5 separate regions of the Mus musculus genome follow, and regions 2, 3, 4 and 5 are each linked to region 1. The links are chromatin contacts, called in public promoter capture Hi-C maps. All regions are on one chromosome and are shown on one strand. The core of a region is the stretch at or near the end of the contact, and the rest is flanking DNA. Distances in the headings are between cores, read along the strand shown. Region 1 holds the start of Scap (SREBF chaperone). Region 2 holds the start of Nprl2 (NPR2 like, GATOR1 complex subunit). Region 3 holds the start of Rbm6 (RNA binding motif protein 6). Region 4 holds the start of Nicn1 (nicolin 1). Region 5 holds the start of Rbm5 (RNA binding motif protein 5).

What was found. Promoter capture Hi-C pulls out the DNA fragments that hold promoters and counts their contacts. Capture Hi-C pulls out chosen DNA fragments and counts their contacts.
Region 2: a promoter capture Hi-C map of liver shows a contact between it and region 1, with 2.9 times the contacts expected there. The contact joins the promoter of Nprl2 here to the promoter of Scap in region 1. A contact is called at or near these places in 3 of 39 promoter capture datasets (the C10 cell line, liver and pre-B cells), 1 of 115 datasets of contacts at active chromatin or transcription factors (astrocytes) and 1 of 9 other capture datasets (liver).
Region 3: a promoter capture Hi-C map of pre-B cells shows a contact between it and region 1, with 5 times the contacts expected there. The contact joins the promoter of Rbm6 here to the promoter of Scap in region 1. A contact is called at or near these places in 2 of 39 promoter capture datasets (neutrophils and pre-B cells).
Region 4: a contact with region 1 is called in a promoter capture Hi-C map of pre-B cells, with 2.6 times the contacts expected there. The contact joins the promoter of Nicn1 here to the promoter of Scap in region 1. A contact is called at or near these places in 2 of 39 promoter capture datasets (neutrophils and pre-B cells).
Region 5: a promoter capture Hi-C map of liver shows a contact between it and region 1, with 2.6 times the contacts expected there. The contact joins the promoter of Rbm5 here to the promoter of Scap in region 1. A contact is called at or near these places in 2 of 39 promoter capture datasets (liver and maxillary cranial neural crest) and 1 of 9 other capture datasets (liver).

Annotation. Positions count from the first base shown.
Region 1 is chr9:110,331,801-110,335,747 of GRCm38.p6, forward strand. Scap (SREBF chaperone) reads left to right here and starts at 1,556. Exons shown (of 23, transcript NM_001001144.3): 1 at 1,556-1,705.
Region 2 is chr9:107,540,695-107,544,848 of GRCm38.p6, forward strand. Nprl2 (NPR2 like, GATOR1 complex subunit) reads left to right here and starts at 1,515. Exons shown (of 11, transcript NM_018879.2): 1 at 1,515-1,759; 2 at 2,288-2,379; 3 at 2,474-2,642; 4 at 2,813-2,921; 5 at 3,457-3,593; 6 at 3,686-3,783; 7 at 3,904-3,940; 8 at 4,053-4,146. The coding sequence starts at 1,682. Cyb561d2 (cytochrome b-561 domain containing 2) reads right to left here and starts at 1,499. Exons shown (of 4, transcript NM_001357289.1): 1 at 1,341-1,499; 2 at 803-956; 3 at 309-346. The coding sequence starts at 929.
Region 3 is chr9:107,871,418-107,875,900 of GRCm38.p6, forward strand. It overlaps Rbm6 (RNA binding motif protein 6), which reads right to left and starts at 1,402. Exons shown (of 21, transcript NM_011251.3): 1 at 1,232-1,402.
Region 4 is chr9:108,288,620-108,292,829 of GRCm38.p6, forward strand. Nicn1 (nicolin 1) reads left to right here and starts at 1,824. Exons shown (of 6, transcript NM_025449.4): 1 at 1,824-2,043. The coding sequence starts at 1,912.
Region 5 is chr9:107,769,673-107,773,930 of GRCm38.p6, forward strand. Rbm5 (RNA binding motif protein 5) reads right to left here and starts at 1,330. Exons shown (of 25, transcript NM_148930.3): 1 at 1,213-1,330. Rbm6 (RNA binding motif protein 6) reads right to left here. Exons shown (of 21, transcript NM_011251.3): 21 at 3,887-4,135. The coding sequence ends at 4,010.

The DNA.
Region 1 (3,947 bases), core at 306-2,805:
ACCCATGTGTGTGCCCACTGATGAAGCCCACTGCCAGGTGTTTGTGATATTGGTTGCTGAGAAAGAGTCAGAAAATCTCCCCAGCAACCACAACCGGGCCAATCCTGAGTTGCTGCCCCTGCACCAGACTCTTTCCTTGTACCCCTCCCATACCCATTTCTTGAGAATTGTTTAGATCTGGAAATCCCCCCACTCTCCCCTTCTCCTTTCCCCCCTGAGGGCCTATAAAAACTGGGACCTCTTTCCCCTCGAGGTCGACTCCTCTAACCCTGCGTGGGATATGAGTCATCCCCAGAGCTCTGGCTTTCCCCGAATAAAGCCTCATGTGGTTTGCATCAAGCTTGGTCTATCGTGAGTTCTTGGGTGTCTGCTATTATCCTGAGGCCTGAGCGAGAGGCTCCTCTGGGGAGTCTTTCACCACCACTGCCAGTTTGCTGGGGGTTAAGGCTCATATTCAAGGCTGGGCAAGCAGTATATCAACTGAGTTACATCTCTACCAGAAACCTGCTTTATAGAATAACCCTATTCCAAAGGCTGAAGTGGCCACCTCTGATTTGTTTTGCACGGTGACTATACTTATATTTTCTCTTCCCCCACCACTGGTGCCCTTGAGGGCAGGTACAGGGTCTGTTCTACCTTAGTATGCCTTGGGGGTGAGCAAGAGTGACACGAAAGAAGTATGTTTAAGGTAGCAAGATGGGGGCAGGTGGCCACTCTGACCTGTGACACTCAGAGAGTCAAGACATTGGTAGTGTGGTTGAGATCTCTCCACAGGCAGGCCTGAGGACAAATGGAAACATAGCAACCAGGGTTGGTGCTGTTGCTGAGTGTCTGGAACCTCACTTTCCCCAAGGCCAAATGAGAGAACACACACCATATGCTTAACTCAGCATTTACCAGAGCAGTCACTCAGCATAATCCGTTACATGTGCAAGTCGACTGGTGGCAGTTCAGAAGGTGGAAGAGACTCAGACACCCATAGTTCCTCTACGTGGGAATAAACACTGAGTATATATCTTCCACTTTACCCTATGCATTGTATTTTTAACAAAAATGGAATCCTAACACCAGCTTGGTTTTGAACTAGCTTTCATTATAAGTGCTCATTTAACATCCTTGGTGTTGGAGGCTCCTATACCTAGTTCATCAACTGAATACACTTGCTATTTAGCTCAGTTGCTTCTAATTCCCTGGTTTGTTTTTCTTTTTGATGCTGCTGTGGATCAAACCCAGGGCCCCTAGCGTCTCAGGCAAGCTCTCTACCACTGAGCCATACACCCAGCCCCGCTTCTAATCCTTTGGCACTATAAAGCATGGAACACGAGCTCTTGTGCATGTTCTCAATCACTTCCCAGGACAGTGATGCTGTCAAAACTCTGAAGTGCTACTAGCCACCTTTTTCCAGGCCACAGGCAACTCCAGTACTTCCTCTCGCAGTTGTGTGGCAGGGGACCACCAGGGGGCGAACCCGAGCCGTTGGCAGTGCCAGACTACGCATGCGCACGCCGCCGGGAGCACGTGTGGAGGGCGGCGGAGCGGGAGGGGAAAGGTAGGAGTTGAGAGGTGAAGGGGCGGGGAGCTGCGCGGGCGCCGGGCGGCCGGGAGGGAGAGGGCGGGCTCCAAACACCGGACCGCGGGCCAGGAGCGCGCAGGCCGTTCTCCGCCGCTCGGTCGCCGCCGCCCGGGAGCTGCCTCGCTGCCACAGGTACCTCAGCGCGCGTCTGCACGGTGCGGCTGGGCCCCGGCGCCGGCCTCGCGCCGCTCGTGCCCGGGAGTTCCGGGATGCGGGCGAGCCCGGGCAGGGGCGCGCGGGCGTGGGCGCTGTCCAGCAGCCCGAGGCGCGGCTCCGGAGACCGCAGTCTGGAGCTGGGGGCCGGACGGTCTCGCGTCCCCCTTCCCGACCGCGCCCCCGCCCGGGCCGAGCTGCCTGGGTCGCGATGGGTTCAGGCTGAGTGAGCTCAGGCAGGTAGGCTCGCCGCTGGATCCTGCTTTGGGGTTGTCTGGGGTTGTCTGGGTGAGGGCTAGACCCTGTGACTCAGTCCTGCCTCTTTCCGAAGATCCGATAGCCAGGCAACATGTAGATTCTCTGCTGGGAGTGCTCGGTTTCTGGTTTTATGTGTTGCTTAAACCTAAACTTTGCTCGCTTATGTTGCTTATGTTTACTTCCAGGTGGTTTTGTTGCATCAGGGTTATAATGGGATAGCGCTAGCTGCAGCGAGTCCCGGGTCCACACTGCATCTCAGAAAGTTGTGCAGATGGTGGCGATGAAGAGGAGGGCAGTGAGCCACAGGTGGCGGCGGGTGAGGGGTGGGAGTGGGAGTGGGGTCCTGGAGGTAGTCTTCCTTAGTTTAGCTTATTTATCTCTTATGGTGACGGAAGCGATGAATAAATAAGTTCATGATGATCTTGTAGTAATTCTTGTGAAGTCGACATAGGAACAGTCTTTAATGATGCGTTTGGGTGCGTTTGTAGAGTTTGCTTATGCAGTGTGCAGCCATCTCAAGGTGTGCTAAACATTAAAGCTTTTCTTAGAGTCAGGATCAAGTGTATCTAGTTAGTGCTGAATGCATTTTAGGTGTAACCTGTGTGATGCTCAAGTGAAGATTGTATGTTATGAAGTATATGCTAATGTATTTCAAATCTAAAGGCTTTTTATATATTTGCAGCGTTTCTGCTTGGCAAATATTTTGTTTGTATTGTTTTTTTAACGACCAACAGGAAATACAAGTATAAACATTATTCCTATACTCATTATTAAGTTACTTGGGGACGTGTGCCTAGGGCATTGGTCTGCCACTGAGTAACACCTGTGGCTTTTTATTTTGAGTTGGGCTTCATTGCCCAGGCTGACCACAAAGTTTCATCCTCCTGCCTCGGTTTCCTGAATATGTGGGATAGCAGATGTGTGTGCTCCTGCTCCTGCTCGGCACTCATTCTTTGGTCAGGTTGAAAAGCAAGAACTGGCTTCCCCTTACTTGAAACTCCGTTGTTGTTGAATACTCTCTTGTTACTGTGTGTGTGGGGGGGGGGGGGCGGGTGGGAAGTACCTCTCCAGATGTTTCCATGTGCTTTAAAAGTCACGGTTTGGGAACCCTACCACCCATTTAGATTACTGTCCTGAGATGGGCACAAAACCTTTACTCTTAGTTTGTGGCTAGAACACAGAACCATAAAAATTGTGATTTGCCTGAGGCCATATGTAAGCTGCTTAACTGTCCTGTTGGGAAAGGGACCATGCCTGCCGTCCGTTTGTATTTGTTAATGTGGTTGGTTAGAGTTGCCACAGTTCAGGATCACTCCAGATACTCATCTCGGCGAGCCTAGAATTCATGTGCACTTTGCTCACTTTGACAGTCTGTATCCTTCTGTTGGCTGCGACAAATACCGCATGTGTGGTTTTCATTCTCTTTCCCGTGGAACCAGTTTCCAGGGTCATCCAGTGTGTGCATGGAGAATCAGGCCTTCAAACTGTGTCTTCCGGATTCTGCCATACGAGCTCCTGACCCTGGAACTTACCACTGTTCTGAGTTGGCTAAAGAAACAAGATCCGGGTGACTTTAGCCACCTAAAGTGATCCTTGTGGGTAATATTTGTGGAATTTTTCAAGGCTCTGGCTGTTGGGCACAGCTTATCTAAAGTTCCGTAATGAACAGATGAGATGATAGTGTTAGTCTATAGGGTGAATTTCAGGCAAGTTTTCTCACTGGCCAGTTAGGGGCTGTGCCTGTATGCGAACTTGTTTGCCCGACAACAGTCCGTGTTTTCCTGCAGATGTGCCCACTGGCTTCATAGTCTCTCTATTGTTCTCTTAGCAAATGGGAGGTGGAAGAGGAGGTGGTATGAGTGGAGGAAGCAGCCTGTGTCCAAGATGGCACATCTCAGTACGGCACGGCTCTCTTTCTCTCCTCTTCCCCACTTGGCTTGTTAGACTTTTCTAATTTTTAATT
Region 2 (4,154 bases), core at 265-2,764, 2.8 Mb before region 1:
GGGTGCACTGTTTCAGGGACAATTAGATGCATCACCAGAAATTAAGGTTTTTAGGGACAGAGCAGCCTCCAAATGCCATTTCTCAGCTTCCTAGCTGGAGGTGAGAGAAGCCGCCCTTTTGTGCTTGGGTGAGCTTCATCTGTTCGTCCTGGGTCATGAATACCGTTTTCAAGCCTTGGATATTCGTCAGAAGCAGGAGTGAGGACATACAGCTCGTCTACACTGGCACTAAATGCCTACAAGGATTCTGAGAGCCACCAACAACGCCCACATTCTACCCCTAAAAGCTACCCAAACCCACTACTTACAGCCAGAGACATAAGAACGGGGTGCCAGGAGAACAGACCTGGAATGAGAAGAGGGCGCCTCATGGAACTAGGGAAAAAGAAACCAGCATACCAGGCTCTATAGCCGGGATGGACAGCCCATCCATCACCCAAGGAGGGGTCAAAATGCGAGCCTCCTCCAGTAACAAGCTCATCTTACCCACCCCCTGTTCTCTTCCCTGGACAGAAAGCACGCTCTGCCACTCCTCTGGCGGCTCCTTCCTCCAGCATCCCCACAAGTCAGGAATGAAATGCCAAATCAAAGGAAGAGAAGCCATGTACTTAAAGCTTGCCCTGGCGGGCAGAGCCCCCACACTGGTCTGCTCTTCCCACGACGTTAAATACGTTCAACAGAGAATATCCTTCAGCCAGTCAATCCTGTTCTCAGGAGTTACGCCCATCGTTTCCTACTGCCCCCTGTTCCCCAAGAGAAGTAGCTTTTCCCTTCCCATAAGTGGACTATGAATTCTACTTACTGGAGCCAGGTCTGGCAAGCACAGCAACAAAGATGGTAAAGCCTAACGCCACGAGGTGGGCTGCAGCCCCAGAGGCAGTGCGCAGAGCTCGGTAGATATGCGACTCCGTCTCCACAGAAAGGGCCATGGTCAGCCCAGCCGATAGCTGCACAGCCTGAAAGCATCGTAGGCGTTGGCAAGAGTGCCCACTGTCCACGCCCCTCACTGGGGACAGTAACTCAGGACAGAAATGGCACCTTTTCCCGGAGAAGTTATGACAGGAGCAGAGTAGTGCCGGCACTAACAGTCCCAACTTAGCAGTCTACCTGTCAAACACCTGTATTTGAAGTGGTAACGATCGCACCTTCCAAGTGGGAGGAGGAAGACTACAAATCCCAGAATGCAGCACGTCATCGTTAGCCGGAACGGAAGGCGTGGAGCACTACGGGAATTGTATTTCCCAGCTGCTTCCCTACCTAAGCGTGAATTTCTTTGCACACTGCCTCCCCATGTGCACCTGACACGCTGTACCTCCACCGTAGAATTTTGCCCTCCTCACCTGCTTCTCAGGTTCTACGCAGTGACTTCCTCCAAAATAAACTGGACCCTCGGCCCCGCCAGCCGCGCCACCGCTCCGTTACGGAGTAGCTTCACTTCCGGGTGCGATGTCTACCCACCCGAGACTTCCTGGGACAAGCCCCCTCCCATCCCATCCAGCGGCAACCACGCCCCCTGAGTCGCCCTGCGCAGGCGCTGTTGAGTTGACGGCTCGTTGGGTTTGCGCTCACAAACCTGTGTGACCTACCCGGGCCTCTTTCTCTTTTTGACAGGGTATTCCAAGGCGTAGAGGCGATCCCCACACGAAAAACAGGGATTACAGACTTGGATCCAGACAGCGCCATGGGCAGCAGCTGCCGCATCGAATGTATATTCTTCAGCGAGTTCCACCCAACGCTGGGACCCAAAATTACCTATCAGGTGCCTTCCACACTCCCGGACTAGGCGAGGGGAGGGATGCTCTCTGGAGCTCAGCTGGCCGCCTGGAGGGGTTGTGGTTCATCCACGCGTGTCTCTTCCATTGAATGGAGAGGGTACACAGACCCAGGTCTCCGGTTTCTAGTGTGGGGGAGGAGTTTTGTCCCCCAAACTGAATCAGGTTCTAGTGTGGGGGAGGAGTTTTGTCCCCCAAACAGAATCAGGCTATAGGTTTCGGGGAGGTGCTAAGGCTCATGAAGGTTTAGATGACCCAAGAGAAACACTGGACCAAGACAAATGATATATAAAAGTTAGGTGAGGGTAGAAAGGGGTATTCCAGGTAGTGGGAATAGTGAACGCAAAAGCCAAGGGAGCTTGCCAAAACATAGCATGTGTTTGGAAGCACAAAGTAGACCACTGGGTGGATGAGGGAAGAAAACGGTAGAGGGACTTGTGCCTGGGTGGGCTGTAAAAATCTGCCCGGACCCAACGTCCACTGAGGGAGCTCTCTCTCATGGCTGCCTTCTCCAGGTCCCTGAGGATTTCATCTCGCGAGAACTGTTTGACACGGTCCAGGTGTACATCATCACCAAGCCCGAGTTACAGAACAAGCTCATCACTGTGTGAGGCTTTAGTTGGGTGGGAGGAGAGGGGTCCCAGCCTGGCTTGGGGGTGGGGGTGGGGGCGGGGCAGGCTGACTCTGTTCTACCTCTCCAGCACAGCCATGGAGAAGAAGCTGATTGGCTGCCCCGTGTGCATTGAACACAAGAAGTACAGCCGCAATGCTCTCCTCTTCAACCTGGGCTTTGTGTGTGACGCTCAGGCTAAGACTTGTGCCCTGGAACCCATCGTTAAAAAGCTGGCCGGCTACTTGACCACGCTGGAGGTCTGCAGCAAGATGGGGCCAGGGTGGGTGGGTGGGTGCGTCCGTGGTGGGCACAGGTGGGGAGAGAGTTCCTGTGTCTTGAATCCCCAGCCTCCAGCAGCTAGCTCCATGTTGCTGCAGCAGGGAGCCTGAGGTGTGGTCACTCACTGTGCTGTCTGTGTCTTCCCCAGCTTGAGAGCAGCTTTGTATCCAACGAGGAGAGCAAGCAGAAGCTGGTGCCCATCATGACCATCCTGCTGGAAGAGCTGAATGCCTCCGGCCGCTGCACTCTGCCCATTGGTACGGCCGCCTCTGCCAGGACGGCAGATGAACAAGGGAAGGTTGGGGAAGTAGCAGGACACAGCCACTGGCAGAGGCAAAGATTCTTGAATAAGCTGGTGGGCAGGAAATAGCCATGGGTTGACACAGTGACATCTGAGGGTCCAGGGAACAATGGGGCTGGGGTTGGGGGAGCAGCCAGCAGAGCTCTTCAGCTCTTCTTCTTGTCATCCCCCTCTCTGGACCTCAGCTTCTCACTCCATAAAAGAGGACTAATGGGGCCAGGCGAGGTGGCGCACGCCTTTAAACCCAGCACTCGGGAGGCAGAGGCAGGCCGATTTCTGAGTTCGAGGCCAGCCTGGTCTACAGAGTAAGTTCCAGGCCAGCCAGGGCTACACAGAGAAACCCTGTCTTGAAAAACAAACAACAACAACAACAACAAAAGGACTAATGACCCTCCCGAGATCCACCTCAGTTAGTGCTAGGAGATTTTAGATAGTAATTGAGGGCTCCCTGGGAAAGATGACGCTGAGGATGTGGGTGGGGTCCCCTGCAGATGAATCCAACACCATCCACTTGAAGGTGATCGAGCAGCGGCCAGACCCTCCTGTTGCGCAGGAGTATGATGTGCCCGTCTTTACAAAGGACAAGGAGGATTTCTTCAGCTCACAGTGGGACCTTACCACACAGCAGGTATGCTAGCCCTCTCTTAGGAGATGCCCACCTTGGGCTATCCACAACTTTCGCCTTGGTGACCCTTGCTGACCCTGCCTTGCCCGGTACAGATCCTGCCCTACATTGACGGGTTTCGCCATGTCCAGAAGATCTCCGCTGAGGCAGACGTGGAACTCAACCTGGTGCGCATCGCCATTCAGAACCTGCTGTGAGTGAAGATCCGGTTAATGCCTGTTACGGAGCCGTGCCCGAGGAGACCTAAAGGATGCTCAGTATGAGGGAGGGTAGGCTCGCCGCCTAGAAGCTAAGCAGAGCTCTTTCTCACTAGGTACTATGGTGTTGTGACACTGGTATCCATCCTCCAGGTAGGTGAGTCTGGGATGCAGTTAAGTAAAATGTGACCCGTATGGCTGAGCCAGATCAAGCCAGACTCCCAAGGACATCCCTCAGGCCCTTGTGACCCCTGCTGTGTTCTAGTACTCCAATGTGTATTGCCCAACACCAAAAGTCCAGGATCTGGTGGATGACAAGTCCCTGCAGGAGGCATGTCTGTCCTACGTCACCAAGCAAGGTAATGGC
Region 3 (4,483 bases), core at 152-2,651, 2.5 Mb before region 1:
AACCTGCCTTATAGACCACATACACTATAGATAATCCTATAGATTTTATAAGCAGATAAGCATTTATATAAGTGTACTACTAGTTAAGGAGCTAAATAAAATTCAGACTCAAAGTTTTTAGGGTCTCAATGCAGCTTAGGGCGCTTCAAACCTGACATCCTCCTGCCTCATCCTCCTAAACTTCAGGATTAAACTCCACTAAGCCTGGCAGTAGATTCAACCACTATGTTTCCTCAAGTTAGTATTTTAGTGCTAAGTTACTTTCCACATTGTCATTAGCTGTTGACACTTTCCCCTTTGATTCTCACAAGCTTAGTAATGTTAACTGTGACATATTTAGTCAACAGGAAGTTGAAAACTAACAATCCTAAGGCACAATCCAGAGTTCAGAAAATGACCTGGGTGATCAAGCGGATAAAAAAGAAAAAAAAAAAAACCTACTCCTTAACTTATATCCAATTAGTCTGAAATTAATAAGAATGCCTAGGGTGGGGGTGAGGGGGAGGAGAAAATATACAAACTACCTCAAGTATATGTGCTCTACAAATAAGGCCTTTTGTTTTTAATTAAGAAACGCAACCCCACACTTGAATTCATTAGCTCAACGTCAATTATAAAGTTAAAAGAAAAGCACATTATTAACAACGCCAAAAGGAATCTAAAGCACGAATATGTGGGAACATCACTCTCCTCCTACATTCGCCCAACCGGTACAGAACCCACCAGTCACCCTCGCCCACCTCCCGGTTCTACGGGCCCGTGGGCCAGGTTCTGAACTCTCGCACCTTCCTGGTTGGGTGTCTGGGTGGGCGGCCAAGGTTACTTGCAGGGCACAAGAGTTCCGTATCTAGTGATGTCTCTCAGGACAAGATCACAAACACAAGGGGAAAGAGAAAGAAATCTCTCCTGCAGCACCACAGAGCTGAGCGCCAGAACCGCTGCCACGCGCGGGTCCCTCGCCCCACAGCTGGCCGCTCCGCGCTGGGACCGGTAATTCTACAGCCGCCTCGGGCCCCGCCCCGGGCCCGCGACCGTTCCGGGGCGTTCCTGCCGCGAGCGGCGCCTCCCGCGACACACGACTGTTTTCGCAAGCGAGCGAGGCCGCGGCCGCCCCGTGTCTTCGAAGCCACGGCTGCTAGGCCGCGCGGGCCCGCGATTTCCAGAGCCGCCAGGCCCGCTGACCCCGTCCCAGAAGCTCGGGCACGCCCTCTCTCCTAGCCTGGGCCCTTACCAAAGCAGCGTAGCCGCCGCGGCCCGCTTCTCCTCCTCCTCAGAGGCCGCCACGGACCCAGCGTCCCGGAGACCGGAACTTCCTCCCGGTGGGCTCCGGCTTCCACAAAGGCGTCGCGCCACCGCCTTCAGCGCTGGGCCCGCCGGGAGATGAAGTACGGCCGCAAATCCCGCGGCCTCCTCTCCCGCCGTGCCCTGCGCGCAGCGGCTTTGACGGCTGGTGGAGCTGCTGCCCAATGGAAAGGCACGCTGTTAGCCACTGCCCAATTAGAAGGCACGCTTCTCCGCAGGGCCTGCCGGGAGTTATGGTTTGGCTTCAGTGCTGTCACTGCTTCTCTGGTGTTTTCCTCGCAAGTGTGCAAGGGGTCCGGGTGGCTTAGACAGCCTAGTGACACACCCTGCCAGGTGCTGGGGGACGGTCCTGCCTTGCCCCTTGGGAAAGAGAGAGATTGTCAGTTCGGGTGCAGAAAATGGGAGGAGATCTTTCCGGTCTTATTCCGTTACGGCAAAGGGCTGCTGGCTTTTCGGCTACATAAATAAGACCCCTTCTACCTAAGTCCAGAGAATAAATGCAAAAGTACTGCTTGAGTTGAAGTATTAGGACCCAAAGACTCGTCCTTTTTTACCTTCCGACAGACTTCTGGTCAAACACTCCAGGCGGAAATCATCCGTGTAAAAAGGTTCAGTAGCTCAACCCATTAAAAAAAAATAATAAAACTTGTTTCTACAGGTCCCGCTAGCTCTAGGCAATAAATGTAGACACGCGTGACTCGCCACAAAAACTGCACATCGTAATTCTAACGGAAAGAAAGCAAAGTAACTGTTGATACGCAACCTCTTCCAGAATCTTCCAGCTAATGATCTACCTGACTCCCAAGTTCTCAGGTAGATTGTCTATATTGTGAGGGGTTTGCTTATCCCAGCCACCTGGTGCCTTGTGTGTATGCCCTGGCGATATATGATATTGTAGCCTAATTCGATTCTTCAAGGTCAAAGAAAGACACTTGGAGAAACAGTTCATCAGTTAAAAACACTGGTTGCTCTCCAGAGGTTCAATTCCCAAAAACTACGTGGCGGTTCACAATCCTCTGTTCCTTCAGTTCAAAGAGATCCAATGCTCTTTTCTAGCCTCTGAGGGGACTGTACATATGTGACAAATAAAATATCAATAAATGCTGCTGCCATAAATGCCCACTGGAAAAAGCTGGGCATGGAGACAGGAAGTGATGGTGCAATACTTTAATCCCTCCACTCCAGAGGCAGAAACAGATGTACCTTTGAGTTCAAGGCAAGCCTGTTCTACAGAGTGAGTTCTAGTACAGTCTGGGCTACAAAAAGGAACCCCTGTGTGATGGTTTGCATATGCTCAGCTCAGGGAGTGGCACTATTAGAAGTTGTGACCCTGTTGGAGTAGGTGTGTCACTGTGGGTGTAGGCAATAAGATTCTTATCCTAGCTGCCTGGAAGTCAGTATTCTGCTAGCAGCTTTCAGGTAAAGATGTAGAACTCTCAGCTCCTCCTAAGTCATGTCTTCCTGGATGCCATGTTCCTGCCTTGAGGATAATGAACTGAACCTCTAAACCTGTAAACCAGCCCCAATTAAATGTTGTAATTTCTAAGACTTGCTTTGGTCATGGTGTCTGTTCACAACAGTAAAAACCTAAGACAGAAGTTGGTACCAGAGACTGGGGTATTGCAGTGACAGACCTGACCATGATTTTGTTTGGAAGAATGTGGGTTTGGGGACTTTAGATTTGGAAAGCAGTGGAATGCTTTAAATGGGGCTTAATGGGCTATCCAGTAGGAATATGGAAGACTTTGTTACTGAGAGTGATTTGAATGATGCAGACCTGGCCCAAGAAGTTTCAGTGGAGAATTTCAGTATGTGGCCTAGAGACTGTTTTTGTGGTATCTTTGTGAAGAATGTGACTACATCTTGCCCTTGTCTGAAGAGTCTGTCTGAGGCTAAGGTGAAGAGACTCAACTTAATTACATTGACAAAGGAAGTCTCAGAATTGCCCATCATGGACTTTATTGTTCTCTGGTTAAGTCTCATGAAGAGCATTTTAAACAAACATAGCATGCTGAGAAAGGAAAAATAAAAAAATAAAAATATATGATATATTAAAATATGTGGTATATCAAATTATTAAAGGGGCACCTGGAAGTAGAATGGAGCTGAATCCTGTGTTCAAGGATATTAAATTGAATTTAGGGAGTAGTGACCTTGGGGCAATATCCCACCCAGCTAAATTTAGGTCCAAGCGTGGTAGTACAAGCCTTTAATCCCAGGAGGCAATGACCAGCAGATCTCTTGAGTTCAAGGCCAGCCTAGAACAAAGCAAGTTCTAGGTAAAGAAAAATTTAAACCCAGGTTTGGTGGGCCAAACCTTTAATCCCAGTGTTTAGGAGACAGGCATGCAGATCTCTGACTTCAAAGTCAGTCGACAGAGCAAGTTCCAGGACAGCCAAGCTTAGACAATGAAGGAATTGGAAAACAGAAAGCTGGTGATAATGTAATAGAACGAGAGGCCATTTTCCGGCCCAGCAAGCAGAGAAAATGGCAGCCTTGGCCAGGTGGCTCTGGTTTTAGAGTCCAGAATAAAAGAGACTACTGGGAAATTTGATGCTGGTTAGTTGAAGCTAAGAAATTAGTGGAGATTAAGAAGAGACCAGCGCCAGGTGGTGGTGGAGCACACCTTTAATCCCAGCACTTGAGAAGCAGAGGCAGGCAGATTTCTGAGTTTAGAAAAGAAAGAGAGAGAGAAAGAGAGAGAGAGAGAGAGAGAAGAAGAAGAAGAAGAAGAAGAAGAAGAAGAAGAAGAAGAAGAAGAAGAAGAAGAAGAAGAAGAAGAAGAAGAAAAGAAGAGACCAGCATCACTAAAGTGAAATCTTCGGGTAGTGTTTTCTGAGAGCACAAAGAAGCTGTGTTCCGGAGATAGTCAAAGTTGTACCTTGTGCTGCAGCTATACTTCATAATGTGTAAGAGTCAGCCAGGTGGTACTGGTTTTGAAGGCATAAAGGGGTATTGTAGAACAGCTGAGGCTTGGCACTGTGTGAGGCCATGGAAGGCCATTGGTGAAGATGCAGCCCCAGTTGCAGTTGACAGCGTAGGACTGAAGGGGTCATGCAAAGGAGTTGAGGCTTGGCACCATGAAGAGAGCCTATGAGAGGCTATTGGTGAAGCCTAGTTGCAGTGTAAGACCCCAGAATATTGGAGATGCCAGTTTCATGGGATGATCACCAAGAATAGT
Region 4 (4,210 bases), core at 574-3,073, 2.0 Mb before region 1:
ACAATGTGTGTGTATGTGTGGGTACGCATGCCTGTGCTCCAACATTTGGAGGTCAGGGAAGGATCTGGGTGTCCTCCTCTATGCCTGTCTGCCTTATTCCTTTCACAGTCTCTCATTGAACCAGAATCTCCCTATTTGGCTAGGCTGGCTGGCCATTGAGCTCCCAGAATCCTCTTCTCCATCCTGCCAAATGCTAGGGTTACAGACATGCACAGTAGTGCCCAGCTTTCTTTTATTTTTAACAGAGGTTTGGGGGACTCGAACTCAGGTCCTCAAGCTTGCATAGCAAGTGCTCTTACTCACTGGATCATTTCCCAGGAATCCCTCTTCCCACCACACATACACAAAGAGAGGGTGCCTCTGTGTAGTCTTGGCTGTCCTGAAACTTGCTCTGTAGACCAGGCTGACCTCAAAACTCAGAGAGATCTACCTACCTCGGCCTCCTGAGTGCTGGGATTAAAGTGTGTACCACCACTGCTAGGTTTAATTTTAAGCTATGTGTACGCAATGCACAAGGGGCTGTGTAGGGGTATGTACACATAAGTTCAAATTTCCCTAGAGGCCAGAAGAGAGCATTTAAGTTACAGGCATTCATTGGAGCCTGATGGGAGTTTTGGGAACTAAACTTCATTCTCTGGAAAAGTAGCAGGGGCTTTTAACTGCTAAGCCATCTCTCCTGCTGCATGGACTGAAATTCCTGACCATACACCTCAGATTCTTTAATGTTCCCAAATGCCTCAATATAAAATGTAAAAGGAAAACTTGGTAGGTTGGCATGATAACACATACCTTTAATCCCAGAATTATGGAGGCAGATGGATCTCTCTGAATTTGAGGTTTGCTTCATCTACATCTGTAGTGAGATCTTGTCTCAAAAAATAAACAAATCCCAAACCAAGTATTTGCCTCTTCTCCGGTCAATCAATTTATTGACTGTTTTGCTTTTTTTTTTTTTTTTTTTTTTTTTTTTTTTTAGCTAGGGCCTCACATAGCCCAAGCTAACCTGAAACCTACTACATTCATGAGATTAGCCTTGAACCTCTGATCTTACCGATTCTGCTTCTACCTTCCAAGTGCTGGGTTAACTAAAGTGTCACCAATGCCTGGCATTTTATTTCTTAACTAAATTTTACAATTTTGGTGGGATTACAGGAGTGAATCAATACCTTGTGACCCCACTTTGTTTGTTTGTTTGTTTGTTTTTGAGACAGGACTGGCTTGGAACTCTCTTTGTAAATCAGATTGGTTTTAAACTCTCAGTGATTCACCTGCTTCTGACTCTGCCTCCTCAATGTTGGGATTAAAGGCTTGCACCAATATACCTGATCTGGTTTGTAGTTTTAAAAATACCATAGTTCCGAGGTCAGGAAAAGGTGCCATATCCCTTAAGTTGCCATATACCTCGGGTTGTACCCAGATGGATCTTGTGGATGCTATGGAGAAATAATTCCTTTGTGTAACATCCTTGGCTGTCCTGGAACTCTCTGTAGACCAGACTGGCTTCGAACTCGGAGACCTGCCTGCCTTTGCCTCCCAAGTGCCGGGATTGAAAGCGAGTGACACTAAACGCCTGATTGTTTTATACATCTTAACCTAATAAAGTAGCAGAATTTAAGTGAGGGATAAGACAGCCCAAAGCATTCTGGATCCTTTGGATAAAGAACGGCTCGACGGTTGCCCGGAGCAGCCCGGGAGGGACTTACAGACGCGAGGATGATTGGTTGAAGAAGAACTTCCGTTGACATTTCCGACTCTTGACCCGCCCTGATCATCGGTGATTGGCTGAACTGTTACAAACGTTATGTGGCCTGGGAGTTGTAGTTCTTTTGGTTGATAAGGGACGCCAATAAGAGCTAGTGGTTGGATGGAGACTGTGAGCGGTGATTTTGCTTGGTTGTAATCTCCCAAATCATGTCCCGTGTGTTGGTGCCCTGTCATGTGAAAAGCACTGTAGCCCTGCAAGTGGGCGACATGAGGACCTCTCAAGGTCGGCCTGGCGTGCTGGTCGTCGATGTCACTTTTCCCAACATCGCGCCTTTCGAGGTGAGCAACCCCCCATATAAGCGATCAAGGCTTCTGGGCGGGGAATACCTAGTAACTTGGGCGTTTCCTAGGCATTTACACAGCTTCTACAGTGTCTCTTGCTTTTGCGAATTGGGCCTATTCAGAAGCATTTACAGTCTTTATTAATAAGCTTTATTAAATAGACTAGAGTTTCCCGTCCTATCCTCTTCAGCATCTCTTCCCAGTGCCCAGGATATCACTGGAACTACAATTTGAATCTCAGTACAAGTGAGAGGATATTTGATTTCGGCCGTAGCTGCAATCGTCAAACAATGATGCAAACGTACCATTCCAGTGGCCCCTGCCACAGGTCAGGTGCAACCTAGCCTTCATCTAGGTCCTCCTGGTGACTTGTTTCCAATCCCTAGTTGTTCTTCCATTTCAACTGACAGTGACAGGGCGTTGCATGACCTCAACACAGGACAAAGGCTACCTCTAATGGCATAGCATCCTTCCCTTACCCACCCTCTTGGCTCTATGTGCTTTGTATTACAATATGTCATTCTCTCGCAAGATGTTGCTTCCCAACAATCTGGGGAAACCTAGTTAATTGATCCGACCCTGGAAAATCTGAGTCAGTGTGTTTGAGGTGGATCTTTGACATCTATATTTTTATTTACTTATTTAATATTTTTATTTTAAAAAAGCTTTATTTTAAATCTATGAGTGTTGTTTTTGCATGTCTGCATATATACCTTGTGCATGGCTGGTACTAGTAGAGGCCAGAAAAAGGTTCTGAATCCTCTGGAACTGGAGTTATGAACAGCTGTGAGGTGCCGTGTAGGTGCTGGGAACCAAACCTGGTCCTCTGCAAGAGCACCAAGTACTCTTCATTGCTGAGCCATCTCTCTAGTCCTGATATCTGTGCTTTTGTGTGTTTTGTTTTGTTTTGTTTAAGTTCCATAGGTGATGCTGGTGTGCATCGAGATGGAAACTACTGCTATGGCAGTTGGTACTCTAGGCTCCCCAAACCCCTCCAGTGCAGGATCCTACTATTCTTCTTTTTTGCTGTTGCTTTTTGTTTTTCGAGACAGGGTTTCTCTGTGTAGCCCTGGCTGTCCTGGAACTCACTCTGTAGACCAGGCTGGCCTCAAACTCAGAAATCTGCCTGCCTTTGCCTCCCAAGTGCTGGGATTAAAGGCGTGGGCCACCACTGCCCGGCCCTACTATTATTCTTTTTTTTTTTTTTAAAGATTTATTTATTGTTATATGTAAGTACATGGTAGCTGTCTTCAGACACACCAGAAGAGGGCGTCAGATCTCATTACAGATGGTTGTGAGCCACCATGTGGTTGCTGGGATTTGAACTCAGGACCTTCAGAAGAGCAGTTAGTGCTCTTAACAGCTGAGCCATCTCTCCAGCCCTCTTTTGTTGTTGTTGTTGTTGTTTGTTTGTTTGTTTTACGAGACAGGGTTTCTCTGTGTAGCCCTGGCTGTCCTGGAACTCACTCTGTAGACCAGACTGACCTCGAACTCAGAGATCTGCCTGCCTCTGCCTCCTGAGTACTGGGATTAAAGGTGTGCGCCACCACGCCCAGTTCCTACAATTATTCTTATTCTGGTCTAAATCTGCTAATTCTGAGAGAGAGATGGAGAGAACTTCTGCTAGTACCAGGCTAAAGGACATACTCAGGTTCTCTCACTCTGGTACTTTTTAAAATTTGCTACTTTTGGGAGGGGTGGGGATCTCAAAAATCCCAGAGTGGCCAAGAATAGGGGAAGCTTATCATGAACTTCTGATCCTCCTGCCTCTACCCCTCAAGCACTGGATTACAGGTATACATCACAGGTGTACATCACAGGTGTACATCACAGGTGTACATCACAGGTGTACATCACAGGTGTACATCACAGGTGTACATCACAGGTGTACATCACAGGTGTACATCACAGGTGTACATCACAGGTGTACATCACAGGTGTACATCACAGGTGTACATCACAGGTGTACATCACAGGTGTACATCACAGGTGTACATCACAGGTGTACATCACAGGTGTACATCACAGGTGTACATCACAGGTGTACATCACAGGTGTACATCACAGGTGTACATCACAGGTATACATCACAGGTATACATCACAGGTATACATCACAGGCCTGGTTTATGTATTACTGGGCATCTAGCGTAGAACTGCAAACA
Region 5 (4,258 bases), core at 80-2,579, 2.6 Mb before region 1:
TTCAAGAACCCTACAAACTGGGATAGAAACTGTGGCTAATACTTAACAATGACTAAAAAGAGGAAGGAAAAGGAGGCTGTCAACACTAAGTCATAATTGTGTTAAGAAGCAGGAAGATGAAGGTCACTTTAACATATTAAGATCATATATTCAATAAGAAACTCAAGAAGGGTGAAGGCTTTAGACACCTTGGACACTCCCACTACAATTACAAAGCAAAAAGCTCCTGATTTTCATAACCAAAGCAACGCTATTTATTGAGATGGACAATGATTAAAGCATTCATCCAACTGTCTTCGTTAATATAAAATTCAACACTAAAATTGTAACACGATCTCAAATTTTTCTGACAAAAACTTAGAAGCTGGAATGCTGATCTGATTGAAATTTACATATATAACACATCGCCTGATCTCAATTTATTTCAGTAAGACAAGACCAAACCTTGACTCGGCTTAATATCTGTGTATCAATAACACCTATGTCTTGGACCAGCCCTGATCGACAACAGGCCACCGAGTGACCCACAGCCTTTCCCCGGCCGATTGGCCGTAATAAAACATCACACAGCTATGATGCCTGTGATGTCCCAGAAACTATAGTTACTGCCATTTCTAGAATCTGGTCTTTTAAAGCAAGCACTTAACAAACATTCGTTGACTTAAAAAATAAGAGACATCTAGTGGGTCAAGTTCCGGGGTCGAACGGCTACGGCTGTCCCTTGTTTTCGCCCGAGATGCCCGCACCCACCTCCCAGGGAGGTTGCCCATGCCCACCTCCGCGGGGTATCGCAGCCGAGATGGCGGCGCAACTGAATCCGGCATTCAGTCCATCTTTCTTATCTTCCATCCATCCCTCCCCACACCCATTCCCAACCACCTTTCGCACAGCGAGATTCAGTTGGAGACTCAGGGCGATGATGGCTTAAGAGACTGCCAGGCGCTCCACAGCTCCGCACGACAGGGGATTCGGGACAACGTCCCAGCAAGAGACAAACAACTCCAAAGAGGCGGGTCGAGGACCGGGCTAGGGGGCAACCTATGAAAGCCAGCAGAGCCAGAGGCGAGGAGGGGCGCGGCCCTCAAGCGCTTGCTTAGTTTAGTCTCTTCAAAGACTCGGCTGAGCGGTCACCTCTGGCGGCTGACAGGCAGACTTAAGGGACAGCACCAATTGCAAAATCACTGGGGTGTAATGGACGGCAGCCGCACTCACCCCCACAGAGGGAACAAAGCAGGAGCAGTAGCGGCTCTGCGCCCCAGAACCTCCTACAAGGTTCGGCCGCTCCACAAAATGGCGTCTCCACCGACCGTCTTCTCCTACCCACAGTCCCTCGCGCGTCGACCTTCCCCCACCTCCCATCCTACCCGCCTCTCCAGAGGCGTCCAATCAGCGAGGGTGCCGGTCTGCGCGAGGGCTGCCGGGAAGTGTGGTCGCCCAGGCAGCCTGTCACTATACCCTGCGTTAATTTTTTTGCGTATTTCATCTGCTCCATGACAAAGCTGCCATTCAGCTTCTGAGAACCCGGATGTGAACTTTACCAGCGCTTGACACACTGTAAAACGTATAATCCAGTTCGTAGAGAAGGCATACTACGGATTACTTCCCTAGTCGTTTTACAAACATACAGAGCTAATAATTCGGTAAACTGGAAACTGAACTAGCTTGTTTTCAGAAGCCATGCCAGCACTAGAATATGAACTCCAGAACAATAGGGATATTTTGTTGTAAGACCCTGCCACAAGCAAACAAAACAACAATAAAACCAAGCCTGTGAGATAGCCTCATCAGGTAAGGCTTACTGCCAAGCCTAAAACCCTGAGTTCCATCCCTGCAATTCACAGGATGGAAAGAGAACCACGCATGAGAGTAGTCTTCTGATGTGGCAAACATGGATGTGTGTTCAAATACACCAACAATAAGTAAATGCAAAGCAGCCCAAATTCAAACCAAATCATCACCCAACTACACATTAAAAAAAAAAATCCAACAAAACAGACAAAACCCTAGAGGTTCCCCCCCCCCCTCTCTCTGCTTTTTGTGGAGATATTGTCATCCAGTTGCCATAACTTGTCCTCTGCATATGTAGTTATTAGGGAGCAGATTTCCCTCATTTTTTTTTTTAATTTTTCTTCCCTTCCCTCCCTTTTGTTTTCTTTAGAAAGGGTCTCTATAGTTCTGGTTAGCCTGGAATTCACAATGTAGACTGACCAAGATCCATCTCCTTAGTGTGGGACTGTTTCTGACCCTCCAGTTTTCACCTCCTTCTGGGATTACAAGTCTGATAAGAATAACGGTGTGCAGGAATTAGGGTGACTGAAACTGGCTAGAAATGCCTGATAACACAGCTGAAGGAACACATACTCAACATCTTTCTTTTGTATCTATGTATTCTCAGTATACAATTATGTAAATGTTAAGATATGCCCAATTATGGTTGAGTATATATAACACACTTAACCGCAGAAAATATACATTTGTCTGCAGATCATAGAAACCACTTATAGCAGGGTGTGGTGATCCATGCCTATAATCCCAGAGGTAATTGGATCTCTGAGTTCAAGGCCAGCCTGGTCTAAAAAGGTGAGTTCCAGGAAAGCCAGGGTGATATAAAGAACTCACTCACTGGTTGCTGGGATTAAAGGTGAGCCACCATGCTGCCAATTCAATTTTAAACTCAAAAGCTACTCCCCTATCCCTAGACAGATTCCATCCAGGGATGAATGGCATCCTCTCAATTGTGTCTGTCTGTTGAGTAGAATTGTTTTTGTGAGTAGATGGACTATATATCCTAGGCTATCTGGTAGTCGATGTACCAAAGACAATGGAAATTGTTCTAATTTAAGCAACACAAAAAAGCAAATATATTATTGAACAAAGTTTTAATAAAATAATCTTAAGTCTTTCATTTTAAAAACTTAAAAGCTGGAGATGGAGTGCTTGCTGCTCTATCAGGGAATCCAAATTTGGTTCCCAGCACTCGTATCAGGTAGCACACAAGCCTATATAATACCACCTCCAGGGATCCCATGCCGTCTTCTGGCCCTAAATGCACCTAAACTACACGCAGAGACAAATAAAAATAGTAAGCCGGGCGCAGTGGCGCACGCCTTTAATCCCAGCACTTGGGAGGCAGAGGCAGGCGGATTTCTGAGTTTGAGGCCAGCCTGGTCTACAAAGTGAGTTCCAGGACAGCCAGGGCTACACAGAGAAACCCTGTCTCGAAAAAACCAACCTAACCCAGTGACATAATCACTTTCATGAGTCTTTTAAAACCAACCCAACCAATCACCTCTCTGATTATGTGGCAAAAAAATAAACGATTAAATGTTTTGTCCCAGTATTGGAACTACTGCTATAGAAAAAAAGTGAAAGACATCTTTGCTTTGAGGCAATTGTAGGACTTTGTTTTCCCTATAGCCTTGAGGTGGTCAAAGAGCTTCTGAGTCTTTAATTAGTGAACCTACAATGGAGGTGTGCTTTACCTTAACAGTTACCAACACCCACAGGTCAGAGAGACTCCTTTCCCTGCTGAGATCAATGTGGTTCTTCCATGCCTGCTTTAGCACAGCTGAGCATTTCAGCATTAACTCAGATGCCTACATGATGGCATGCCTGTTCTACTTACTTTCCTTCTCTCTGTAAAAGATGTATTTATTCTATGTATGTGAGTACACTGTTGCTCTCTCCAGACACACCAGAAGAGGGCATCAAATCTCATTGCAGATGGTTGTGAGCCACCATGTAGTTGATGATAATTAAACTCAGGACCCCTGGAAGAGCAGCCAGTGCTCTTACCACTGAGCCATCTCTCCAGCTCCATTTTCTACTTTTTAACATCAAGCTCTAATCTCTACCCATTGTAGGAAAAAAAAAAACTTTAACAAAATTTATTCACATTGAAAAAAAGTTTATTTAAAAAAGTTCTAGCAGCAAGAACAGTAACAAAACAAAAGGAGAAAAGGACAAACAAAACAAAGAGGAAATTGTGTCCTGCGGGGTGTCTCCACTCTTAATCGAGTTCTTTATATCGAGCAAACATGACTCTTCGAACAGCGTCTCGGTAAGTCTCATTAGACTGTCTCTTGCTGGTTCTTCCTGGGGGACCACCCCCAGGTCCCCTCATCCGCCCTTCAATCTGCAGAACAATCAAAAGAGATCTTTAGATAAGGAAGACCACAATGTCATGCTTTCAAAATAAAGATTTCAATATTAGACACGCGTTTTAACAGAAATGAAATGGGTAAGTCTTTGCTGGTCA